Linked DNA regions of Zea mays: region 2 is linked to region 1. A link is a contact called in public Hi-C data. All regions are on one chromosome and are shown on one strand. Each heading gives the region's core, a stretch centred on a gene start, on an enhancer-like site or on the middle of the called end of the contact. The rest is flanking DNA. Distances are from core to core; before and after follow the strand shown.

Region 1 (6,480 bases), core at 1,038-3,537:
TCTAATGAGTTGTAATTTTTTTTGTTCTGTTACAGTTTGTATGATACATTGATACACAACTCACTGGGGTAACATTCTTTCTGTTGTCGTAGAATATTATTCTTGCAAGCACTGGATGGTTATTATCTCTTTTCTCTATAGAAATTATGAGCTTCTGTATTACCTCCAGTTGCGTTGTCATGGTTCTGAGTATGGTTTCATATCACTGTTTACTTATTTGTCCATTTTCGAGGTTGCAGATACATGTTTTTGACATATGGACATGAGCTGTTGTTGCATCTGACTGGCATCTTATTGTCTTCTATTCTATGATACTATAATATCGATGTCCTTGTTCTCCTCATACTTCTCACTTGGATGATTCAGAAAGTTGATAATACATTTATTTATTGTTTGATTGGTCAAGGCAAAATGTGAAGATACTGTCTTGATTGGGGTGGTTATTATTCAGAATCTTCACTTTGATGTGTTTATTCTTGTGTTATCCGTGTTCCTAGATAATGTAAATATAGTCTGAACTTTCAGGTGCTTGAGTTGTGGCTTGACCATTTCATTATGCAATTCAGTCGTATCAGACTGGGGATAGTGTGGGGCGATCATAGCTTGCTGGACTTGTGAAGCATTTCTGCTTGATGCTTTTGTACCATGCTGCTTTGTGGCCTATGATAGATGTAATGAACCATACATAGATCATCCTCCACCATTGGGGGACCAAAGATTGCAAAATTCTTTTAAGGTGAACTTTACATTGACCACATGAAGAAAGGACACTTCTTTTTGGTGTACGCGTGCATGCACTCTGCATTGTTTACACATGTCCTATTGACTATTGGCCTCATTTACCCTTTTCTATTATGTTATTAAACCGTGAAATGACTGTCACGAGGTTTAGCTTTCTGCCTTTCTGATCACTTAACTGGCACTGAGCCACTGTTACCAGTACTAAAATCAGACCTGTCTCGGAGCCCGAGAAAAGGCTTCAGCTTTCTGAGACGGACTCTTTGCTTGTGGTTTGGTGCGCTGAAAAGACTGTGGGGGGTGGCATGGGAGGAAAGACTTTATAAATCTGGATTGGGTAAGTGTTTTACTGCCATGAGATCTCATTGCTATGATTGTTGATCTGAATTTTGATTCTCATTTGTGGTTGGTGTATATGCTTTTATGTAGTAGCAGTTGCTTGCACACAAAATGGCACTAGGTGTGGGGGCTATAAAATTGCCAGTGTGTATTATGTTGGTGTTAGATCGTTTTCTGCATGGACAATTTATTGTTTTCATCTACTTTTTGTACGAGGTGTTTTAATCTATTGTACCTTCTATTATTTGCACAGTTAACCTAATCGGTCGTTTGGCTAAACGACAGGTGATCGTTGGTTCGACGTTTAATGGATCAGGATATGTACTATGCGATTCTGCACTTGTATCGTCTTGTGTAACTTGTGGACATATTATTCACATAAAATACAAACACATTCCTGATGTGTTTTTATTTATCCAGCATATATCAACCTTGGAACGTAGGAAGACTACTGCAGCGAGACAGAATCTCTGTTCCCTTCAGTTGGACATTGGAGTATTCTAGTATTCATTGTGCATTAATTTTGGAACAGGTACGAATGTACAACGATGGAAGCTGCGCGGTGCTGCACCTACACAAGCGCAAACAAGCCCCAACCAGAATCCAATTCGGTGACGATACGCCTCTATTGGCTACCTCTGTCAGGCAGGAAGCACTGCAGGATGTGATACCCCTGCTGCATGCTAGTCTTCGCTTTGACTGTATTATTCGGCGTCCAGCCCCCTACCAGCAGCTCCCCCATCTCCGCTATTGCTCGGTAATAATTCTGGCTGCGATGGCACCCATATTCCTGTGAAACAGGACATTGATGAACCGCTTCCTACTCCTACTGTCCTACATAGACACTAGGAAAAGCCCACTGAGCGGCAGTAAAGTATGGCAATGTACAACGTGCAATAATAGAACATGTGGTGTTTGTTAGGAAAGACCTAATTTCACGGCAGTTGGCAGTGTGGAAGGACTATCTCGTGGTGATGCCAACATGCAAGTACCCAATCAGGCTTCCACAAGAGAAGTATTTGTGTGCTTGCTGTTGCGGCTAAGTTTACTGGGTGTAGAAAAAAATAATATTAGGCGGTGAAAGCCTGGTGGAGAACTGTTTTCAGTCGTGGCCACATGTGCGCACGACATTCATGGTGAAAACTATTTACTCTAGCAAAGGGCTGCTGAGCAACAGTGGAATATCAGATCGAAGACGAACAGGGGAGCAGCAGCTCTCACCGCTGGTAACAAGAAATCATATGCTCTATTATTGGTACTTTATATGTACTGTGGCATGCTCTTTGGGAATAGGTCTGTATTCGGGACAAGTACAGGTGCGTCGTACCTTATTTCATCTTTTTTTCCTTTCTTTATTTGCTACTGGCGCTGCAGTATGATGTTCTCTTTGAAGATAGCAAATTGCGTTCATCTCTTCATGAGTACTCTGTCTCTTTGAACAGCCCAATCATTTGTCTCTGCCCCACCCATTCATTTTCAGGAATTATGCTAACTCATTAAGCGATATTGGCCTTGTACCAAATGATTTATGCACTGCATCGGAGTGTTTTTTTTTTGCTTCTCCATATCCTGCTTAGTCTTTGCTTCAGAGAAAAGGGACAAGCACCAGCATCGCTTGAGCCTTTCTTGGCCGAAATTTGCTTCTCCGGGATCCTGGTGATTCTTACATCGTCATGCTATAGAACAGGATATGAAGTAGTGAGTTATGACGATAATATTTGCCAATCCATCACTTGTGGTTCCCCAGGATCAAATTTCGATGGTTTGGGGTGGGGACAGTACGCTCTGTTAAGTTTTGAGCAATCCCCTATCCTGGAGGCTTGGCCCCAGGAAAAGGAATACAACCAGCTAGCCTTTTGGTTTTCGGATGGCTGGATCTTAGTCCCTAAGCTGCTTCGGTTATTCCCCTGGTGATTTGAATGCCACACTTTCTTAGCTGTTGTCCTCTTTCTTGTTCTGTGGATCTGATTCTACGGTCTCTGAATTCTCACATTTTCGTTTTGTAGGGGTGTGTGTGCAAGTCAGCAATTACCTAACTTTGTTTAGGCATTGTACGTTTGCACTCGCAAATATGAGAAGAAGAAAAAAGAGAGATATTAGAGTTCTTATTGGTGACCAATCACTATATCCACTTGAACTTGCATTCAGTATCTGTGCAATTATGCTGAATTGTGGAATCCATTTCAAGTAAATCCTTGAAGAGATCTTTATAGTCCTTCAGCAACTAAATACAGTAAGTAAATTGCTTACTTTCTCAAACTTTAGGCTCATGAGTTGGGTTGGTAAGGAAATCTGGAGGACAGAACTTCAGTAGAGGCAATGTTTTAGAGGGTTTAGACTTAGATGGGTCCGGTTCGTTGTCTAATAATTAACCTTATTCTGGGCTGGCCCATACATGCACTGGATAGCATTAGCATCTGATCCTTGGGTTGGTCGCTAGGGTCTTCAGTTTCCAGCAGCCACTGCAATCGATCTTCACTCAGAACACTCTTTATTCTGACCTCTGGATGTGATCCAGCTGGTGCATGGTTGTTAGTAGTAGTACCAGTACCAGCAATTCTATTCCAGGACTCGGTTTCCGCTTTTGCCCTTGGCGTTTGTCTATTGCGTTGCGCCAGGCTTACTTAGCCTTTTCACTTTGGGCAATCTTTATGTAAGGCTGCACCGGTTAGTTGTTCCTTGTTGAGTCTTGCAAGGAATTGACTGTGCCCAGCTCTCGATCTACTCCACCCTTTAAGTAAGGCAACTTCAGTTGGCAGACCTGGCAATGACAAGCTAGAAGATTACCAGGCATTCCCCCTCCCCCAAAATGATTGCAACGACATCGCACTGAGTCCAAGTATCAGAGTAGGATGGTGAGTACATACGTTTATGTCCGTTCAGTTTGCAACATGGATAGAGCTATCTACCTCTTCGGTTTGCATTGCAATGTGACAAGGTCATCGTTGATTCTTGGCAGATGTATTCCCCTCCGCGCACCGATCCCGACAGAGAGGAAGAGCAGTGCTTCTCAATCGGAAGTAATCTGCTTACTTCACTAGACCATTACCATACCATGGATTTTGATGAGCCTGTCGTCTCCCCAATGACCAATGCAGGCATGCAAGAGGGGGTTCAGCTCTACAGTTCTACTGGAGGTATGGTTATTCCCAATTCATTTTCTTAGGAACAACAGCCGCTGATCTGTGAAGATTCTGACCAATAACATTCCACATCCCAACTCTTCCCAGATGCTCAACTAAATAGAAATATGAACACAGGCAAGTGTTTAGAGGATGGCAAAAGGAAGGGTTCTGGAGAGGACAGTTCATCACTACGTTCTCTAGTAAGGAAGCTAGAAGCTTCCATTGCTTTCTCTCATCGTATCACACTCCCTCTATTTCATCCTACTGTACATGTAAATGTATTACTGCAGGGTGAAACCAGTGCATTGCAGCGAGAAGTCAGCATGGAGTGTGCTGATGAGAAGGCGGGTGATGCTAGAGCCAAGAGAGAGGACTACGTGCATGTCCGGGCAAAGCGCGGCCAAGCCACCAACAGCCACAGCCTTGCAGAAAGAGTAGTTTCTACCTCTTAAGCAACATTTTTCTTTGAGCGACATAGTTAACGCTCCGATTGAAATGCCTCAATTCTGTTGCTTACGGTAGCATGCCTGTCCGAACTGCAGTTTCGAAGGGAAAAGATAAATGAAAGGATGAAGCTTCTTCAAGACCTTGTCCCAGGTTGCAACAAGGTATGGATGGCATCAAGTAGACCCTTACGTTAATACTGATGTGGTGATGGTGTGTTCTAAACATTAGGGACATGTTTCTTATGACAAGGCAGATTACAGGCAAGGCCATGATGCTTGATGAGATCATAAACTATGTGCAATCTCTGCAGCGACAGATTGAGGTTAGTGTATCGAAAACTTATGGTTTTGGAGGTTTACTCTATGGTTTGTTTAGGCCAATGGCCGAGTCTTCACTTTCATGTTTGCGTTGGACATTTCAGTTCCTTTCGATGAAGCTCTCAGCGATCGGCCCTGGGCTCAACTGTGACCTCGACCTACAAGATGTAAGGTTGCAAAGCTCAACTCGGGTTGAAAAAGAAAATGCCTTTAGATTGATCTTTCGTCAATCCTTGTCACTGCAGATCCTCTGCACACAAGATGCTAGCTCTGCTTTTCCAGGATACAACCTGCAAACGAGCAATGTGCATATTAATCTGTACAGAGCATCTGAAGAAGGTTTCTCACACAGGAACAGGATCATCCCTAGTCCAGCAAATGTTCACGTGACAAGAAACGCCCAGCTATCTGCATTTCCTCAGGTTTTCATTCGACGCCCTTGAACAGCTTCAAGTGCTTTCCTATGTCGATTATACTAGTTTCTGCCATGGCAGAGAGGAGTTATCTGGAACGAGGAGCTTTGCAGCATCGCTTCAGATAGAAATGCTGGTAGCCTGGTAGCATAGATTTTTTCGTGTCTTTTAATTTTCACATTCATCGTTATGTTTTACACTTCTCCTGCAGCTGTACTCAATTTTGTGAGATTTTTCAAGTCCCATTTTGACATTGCAGATTCAATGAAAGTGGAGTGACATTGTGGCAACTGACAAGCCGGCAGTTTAATGGTGATCAACTCTGAAAGTCTTGACAAGTTGGGTTGCTACTGAGGTGCCTTTTCAAGTTGCAGTGGTAGCACGACTTCTCTTGGGATGAGCTAGTTAACTTTTGGTATTTGAGAGGAATTCTGGTGTGTCCACCCATCCTGTACAGTTATTAGAATAACTAATCAAAGGAGTACTGTGAAATTCTTGCGATCTGGTGGAGAAAATAGTGGACAATTTTCGTCTGGAATTTCTGACACAACTGAGTTAGTGCTTTGGTGGGGTGTGGCTCCACCTAATTATTTAGTTGTAATAGCTGGCAGAGCTCTATGACTATAACTGCTTGAGATTCGTGACAACGAATTTAAATTGGCCAAATAAAAAATCGTTCATCGGTAGAAGTGTAGAACCCTTGTAAACTTCAAAAATATCCGTTGCAACCAATACTTTTAGAATTCATAACCGGGGCAAAAAAAAACGAGTAACTTGCCTATAAAACTTATGTTACTCACAATTTCATAACCTAGTCCATGACAATTAGCCGGCAAATAATTATTTACTAACAATTAGCCAGAGTATGTTTGGAGTTTTGGCTTTTTATCTTTATACGATTTATTAGCACTTATTAGCAAGATTAAATGGTTAATGAGCAAACAATTTGCTAGCCCTTCGGTTAACAATTAGTTAATTTATTAGACAGTTTGTTTGGAGAAGGTGCTAAAATTAGTCGGTATACCATTATGTTAGTCATAAATCGATAACTTATGTTCGTTAATCACCCACAATAAAGATAGGTACCTTTACTAGTTAAGT
Region 2 (6,480 bases), core at 1,467-3,966, 270 kb after region 1:
GCCATACATTCAAACGGAGCTGTCGATGCAGAGAATGCCATGGAACATGAGTGCACAAGGGACTCGCGGAGATCAAATCAATGGCTGCTCAATGGCCTCGTCACTGATCGCCATCGAACACACACGGTTTATTCTTCAATTTGCTGCAACACTACATATGCTGATCAACCGAGTATGCATTCTACCGGATGACAATACTGATGTAGGATCCAATGTCGTGGCGATGGCATTCCCCAACCTTATTAATCTACTCTACTGCTACTGTCCATCCCTTGCTGTCCTCGGCGGCCATGCCCATCTGAATGGATGTCAGCGTCGTGTACAGCTCCTGCGACACCGTGTCCGGCCCCGTTCTGAACTCATACCTGAAAGAAAGCTCTGTCACTCTCTGTCGATAGGCGTCGTATATGCCCCGGGCACACGAAGAACGAACGAGGAGAGAGTTGTCACCTCTCGCCCTGGTACGTGACTGTCGACACGGGAGCAACCACCACCGCGGTCCCGGTGCAGAACACCTCGTCTGCGGCCACCAGATCGTCGATGGAAACCAGGCGTTCCTCAACCTTGTATCCGCGGTCCCTGGCGAGCTCGATGACGCTCTTGCGCGTGATGCCCGGCAGGATGGTGCCCCGGGTGTCCGGCGTGGCGACCACGCCGCCCTTGACGACGAACACGTTGCACGACGACACCTCCTCCAGGTACCGCTTGTGGACCGAGTCCAGGTACAGCACGTCCGTGAACCCCTTGCTCTTGGCGTCCATCTGCGCCCTCAGCACCTGCAGCACATCACAATGCAGCCCCGTCAGAGCGCGTCGTCGGGCGATAGTATAGATTTGTCCCGGACGGACGGACGGGACGTACCGGCGCGTAGTTGGCGATGGTCTTGACCCCGCCGGTGCCGCCGGGCATCGCGCGGTGGAACTCGTCATGCACCACCAGGTTGATGGGCGCCAGGCCCTCCTGAAAAAAAAAAATCAAGGTCGCGTCTCGTTCTCTGTTCAGCAGGAACGGAACCGGTGTGGCAGTGGAAACTAACTGACCTTGAAGTAGTTCCCAACGGGTGCGGCGTAGATGAGGAAGGTGTACTCGGGGGCCGGAGCCAGCCCAAGGATCGGGCCGCTCCCCACGAGCAGAGGCCGGAGGTACAGGGCTCCCTTCCCCTGCGGCGGCACCTGCAAACGGAACGCATGGCACGCAAGTGATCGCTGGTCGGCGCCGGCGCGTGGCTGGGGCGGGGCGGGCAAACAGCGGAACGTACGCACGTACCCAGCGCCTGTTGGCGAGGACTGTCTGCCTGACGGCGTGGACGAACTGCTCCACCGACGGCGCCGGCATGCACATGCGCTCGGCGCCGCGCTGCATCCGCCGCGCGTTCTCCTCCGGCCGGAACAGCGTGTACCCGGCCCGGTCCGGCCGCCGGTACGCCTTCATTCCCTCGAACAGGCCCTGCAGGGAGCGGGCGGCGGTTGGTCGCAGTAGCAGCCAGGCATGCGTGCCAATAATTTGTTAACTACTACTAAGATAATATTCAATTAACGTCGGCGTCGTCCAGGGTGTTTCGTTTCGTCACCGTCGTCGATATACAGTAGTTTAATTACTAGAGAGAAGACGGAACGGAACGAGGACGAGAACGAACCTGGGCGTAGTTTAGAACGCCGGAGGAGGGGCTGAGCTCGATGTTGCCGTAGCGGCAGAGCTCGCCGCGGGGGAAGTCGCCGCGGTCCTCCGGCGAGCACCGCGTGACGTACATGTAGTCGGTCGGGGTGAGGCCGAAGCCGAGGTTGTCCCAGTCGATCTCGCCGCCGCTCTCCTCGTTGGACCTGCGTAGTACGTTCACACGCATGCTGCATGATGCACGTTGCGGCCGGCAGACTTAAAAGATGGCGAAACAATGGGGGAGTCGGTCGGAGAATGCCCGATCGGGATCTGCGGCCGGGCGTACTGTCTGTCACTGAGGCTCACCTGTCGGCGACGTGGTCCAGCTGCGGCAGCGACGACTGCCACCGGCGCGGGAGCAGAAGGGAGCATCCGCCGCCGCCTCCTCCTCCGGCCTGCGAACAGCGAGCAGCGAAAGGGAGGAAGAGGTTACACCGACCTCTGAGCATGGATGATCTCATCGCGGCGGGGAGAGGCATCGATCGTCCTGGACGCGGCGGCGGCCACGGCCGAATTAAGAAGAAACGATCGGTTACGGAAACGAGTAAAAGCGGGCCGCACAGTCCAGCTTCCACACGGCGAGAGGTTAACGCATGGGATTGGGATGTGATGTGAACGGTGCGCACAGGCACACACTACACACGGCGAGAATCGCGCACGCACCGTAGCCAACGCCTTCCCCAGGACCCTCCACAAGTCGCCGCCATGGCCGCTGCTGCTGCTGCGAGCCCACGACGGAAGGAGAGCGCCCTTCGCAGATGTCAACGCGGCCATGCAGTACGTACGGTCCCCCTTCTTTAGACCCCGGCCGGCTGCACTGCTACCACTAGCTATACACGGTATGTGGATTTCGGTCAAGCTCTCTCTCTCTCTCTCTCTCTCTCTCTCTCTCTCTCTCTCTCTCTCTCGTGGGAAGAGAAGAGTTATGGTTGCAACCTTCGTTCACGGGCTACCTACCAATGGCTGATGGGTTAGCTGGAGGGAAGGAAGAGGAGGGCAAATTAATCAAACGAGCACAGTTCGATGGAAGCACCAGTGCACCACGCACCCGCCCATGTGTCCCATACGGAGTCGGAGTGGGCTGTACTTATGCAAGCGGCGGATAGCCTGGCGGCGAACGCTCGTTTCCGGCGCTGTGTATTCGTCCACTGCTGCTACAGCTAGTCCTGCAGAAAGCGATAGAACTTGGGTTTGCAGCTATTGGCACGGAGCGTGCAAATTGCAGCGTCCGATTGCGTCAGGGGGGGGGGGGGGGGGGGGGGGTCATGCATGATAAAAGATCGTCTCGGGTATACAGCTTGCCTTGAGACAGAGCCAACTGACCTAGCGCTGGCCGGCTCGCTTGCGTCTCTGCACGCGTGAGGGTCGGAGCTCGCCGGCCGGGAAACTAGGAAGGCGTCGTACGGTTCCGCCACGTGTAGCCGTCGTCGATGGCAACGGCTCATGCAACGGGGAAGTGTTCATTGATCACTGATCAGGGCAGGGTTGAGATCGATGGAGCTCATGTCAGCTGCTAGCTGCTTTCGCTTCCACTAGACGTCGTCGCAGCCGAGCGTGCAGGTGTCCAAATTTGCTTGTACTCCGTCTCCTTTTCTCCTGGCGCTCTGCTTCACATGAGCTAGCTACCTTGGTTGCCTCACCAACCAGTACTCCTCTTTCAGCTCTTGTGTTTTTCTTCACGCTGTCTTATCTAGTGATGAGTAGTAGTTATCTGCATGCATGCATGGTCCTTGGAGAGCCCATGACTTGCTGCCATATCTGGTGGTGGTGGGGGTATGTTGGTATATTATACATATATCAATTTTACTATTTTAGGCAGGTGTAGGTGCAAAAGGGACGACGAGTGCCCAAAAAGTCCTGATCTGCAGAGTGCGGACGCCTAGATAGGCGTGACCATTATTGAATGGGCGGGACCGTACCAGCTGACCATGCCGTCGGTGATCCATAGAACGAACCATCTTCTGAGTCGATGATATGTATCGACGTGGATATGCGTCAGATACTCCCTACCATCCATCCGCTTAGGTAAGGAAGTCACGGCTTGAAGGCAGAGCAATCCGGATCACTCTAAGGGCCCGTTCGCTTCTACCGGAATAAACCTGGATTCATTCCAACTCATCGAAATCTATATAAATTAGAGAAGTAATCCGGCCAGTAATCAATCCTGAGCTCCAATTCCTATAAACCGAACGGGGCCTAAAGTGTCCGTACGTATGACACTGTAGCTCTATTTATAGTGATAAATTGGAGTATAAATTTGTATTACAAACATGCTCAGAGTTCTATACACATAGACTACAAAATCCTATGAGGGGCATTCATTGTCTTTTCCTTCACAAACGTACCGATCAAGCTTTCAGGTCTCTTCTTCCCTCCTCTCTGGTAATTCATTGTCGAAGCACCTAAAATATACTTAAAACAATTGACAATATATATAATTGGACTACGATGATCTCTTGATTCTAATATGTGAATGATACAATCTTATTTTTAGACCATGGCATTGAACAAGCAATGGACATGGAAGACATCCGCTAAAGCTGAAAATCCAAATCTTTTTTAATATTATTCGCCAAAAGCATACTACACAGCTGCGCCTAATACAAAAGTGGAAAAGCATACTACTCTTAGTAATTTTTCCTTAGTGTTTGATTTAGAAGGGCGTTGATAGGAAATTAAAAACAAAAATGGAATCGCGTTTTAGGAAGGTTTACCAACATTAATTAATATGATGAGAGGGATACGTTTTGGCTTGTGAATCTAATTGTTTATTCACAGTAAAATTTATGTCTCGCCACTTTGTCAACACTCATAGTATTTTTGTTCTTAATGTTTGATTTAGAACGGCGTTAATAGAAAATAAAAAAAAACAAAAGTGGAATATCGTTTTAGGGTGGGGCTGGGGCTGGGGCTGAGGCTGAGGCGGATGGCCGCCGGGAGCTAGGGCGGCTGGCTGACGGTGACGGGGCTGGGGCTACAGTGGCGCCTAGGCTAGCTGGTGCAAGATGGAGGAGAGATGAGGCTAGTTTTTTTTTTCATTGGAGGTGGCGGGTTCATATGGTTTGGTGGAACAAGGGTATCGATAAATTAATAGACTTTTGAATGGTATCCATTGTTTAATATTTTTATATAGCTATGTCTTCAATGAGCCTCTATAGTGACATAAGTTGTTAAATTTATAGACATTTAAGACCAACATAAACCATAGCTAAACATATTTAGTAATCAATCATTGATTTTTAACATTTATCAATCAACAGTTAATACTCAATTAAGGTCGCTAAAATTGCACTATGGTATAATGACCCCCCTTACTGAACTCCTTCATTCACGGCGACGGCGTTCACGACCAATGCCAAAGATGTAATCTGAATTTGTTGTATCCCCATCTTCTCTAATGTAATTTCCGTCTAATACAAGCCTCAAAACATTAAGTAATACTAGTATAATACTCATGTGTTGTGACAACACATTGCATATTTGATATCCATAAATAAATTAATATGAAAGTGAACATATATTATACATATCAGATATTAAACTAATAAGAACAAATATTACAATTTATCTTAGCTAAAAGACAACATTCATGCCTGTATGGTGTCAACATTCATTTCCGAAGATCCGCCATTGCACCCATCTTCGTTGATTAATTCATATGTGCCCTTTTTGCTGATGGTTTCTGGCTTAGACCATTTATGATCGTTGTCGCTGCTAGCCGATCTGTGTGGCCCCTGCGTGGGCTTGCTCTTGTGGTGTATGGTGTTTTGGCACTTCTGGTGAGACCTGAATCAGATCGTCCTAGAAGGAAAACTCTGTCTGCATGAACTTTTGTAGGTAGATCCTACCACCATGTGCCACTTCCTAGTTCTGTTCTGTTAGCTTGCTATTATGGTTGCTATATCCTGAACTCTGTATTTCTGTTATGATCACAATAGAAATAGGGATCTTCCTCGTACCAAAAAAATCTTAGCCAAAAGATCGAGAAAATGATGAGTCGAAAAGGAGTCTGGCATACTTTTTATAACTTTCTTGATCGCTCGTTGTCCTTTAGCTAGCAAGATTGTACTATGTGAGAGCGCACCGCTACGCTACGTGTAGCTTTCTGTCATATTGGGCTTGGTTGGTTTCTCACGGTGGATCATCTGTGGTGAACGACTTATTGGTAGGTGAGAAGCAGTGAAAAGGAACAAACATATCCATTTTGTATGTGACTCACGACGTACGAAACTGATGCTTTAAAGTAGTAGATAAATATAACTTAGTTGGGGATTCCCCCTCCGAGACATTAAAAAACTATGGACTTTTGCTATGTGAAGTTGGCTTTAATCATAAATATTTTTCTATTGTTCCTAAACGTACAGGGGTTTACTTCGACTAAAGACAACCTAGCAAGACAAAAAAAAATGACATGGGAATATTTTTTGTTATTTCTGTTGCCAGAATAAAACAATTCAACACATGTTTTTTTGGCTGCATTTATGCAGAGTTTCTTTGGCACGTGGTATACATTATCTTAAACATAAGATCACCTGGATTGGACGTTATTCTCCTCTTTTCATAGATGATATATACAAACAAGAACGTGGGACATTTTTTTTTGTTAATAGCTAGAAGGTGCATCTATTTGTTTGTCATTACGAGATTTACGACTTACAACAAATAAAGTTGTTTTTGACAATTGCCAACCCAAAACTTTGTTTTTAAAAGTTTTGTCGAGAGGAACACGCTAGTCACGATATATATTAGGCGTACCCTACAGGCAGCCATGTGATGCATGGCAATAAAGAACGTACGTACTCACGACTACACGCGTTTCCTTGT

The links. A called contact is a pair of places that touch in the nucleus more often than the background predicts.
Region 2: a Hi-C map of tassel shows a contact between it and region 1, with 3 times the contacts expected there. The contact joins the promoter of LOC100281255 here to the promoter of LOC100381413 in region 1. A contact is called at or near these places in 9 of 25 Hi-C or Micro-C datasets (bundle sheath, ear, endosperm and 3 more).

What each region holds. Positions count from the first base shown.
Region 1 is chr1:29,234,194-29,240,673 of Zm-B73-REFERENCE-NAM-5.0, forward strand. LOC100381413 reads left to right here and starts at 2,288. Exons shown (of 11, transcript NM_001174254.2): 1 at 2,288-2,393; 2 at 3,084-3,310; 3 at 3,830-3,932; 4 at 4,037-4,214; 5 at 4,308-4,402; 6 at 4,493-4,636; 7 at 4,745-4,810; 8 at 4,903-4,971; 9 at 5,071-5,133; 10 at 5,212-5,388; 11 at 5,639-5,890. The coding sequence starts at 3,930. The coding sequence ends at 5,647.
Region 2 is chr1:29,507,721-29,514,200 of Zm-B73-REFERENCE-NAM-5.0, forward strand. LOC100281255 (branched-chain-amino-acid aminotransferase) reads right to left here and starts at 2,717. Exons shown (of 8, transcript NM_001154174.2): 1 at 2,320-2,717; 2 at 1,963-2,051; 3 at 1,637-1,820; 4 at 1,267-1,446; 5 at 1,041-1,172; 6 at 862-960; 7 at 451-776; 8 at 69-365. The coding sequence starts at 2,430. The coding sequence ends at 248.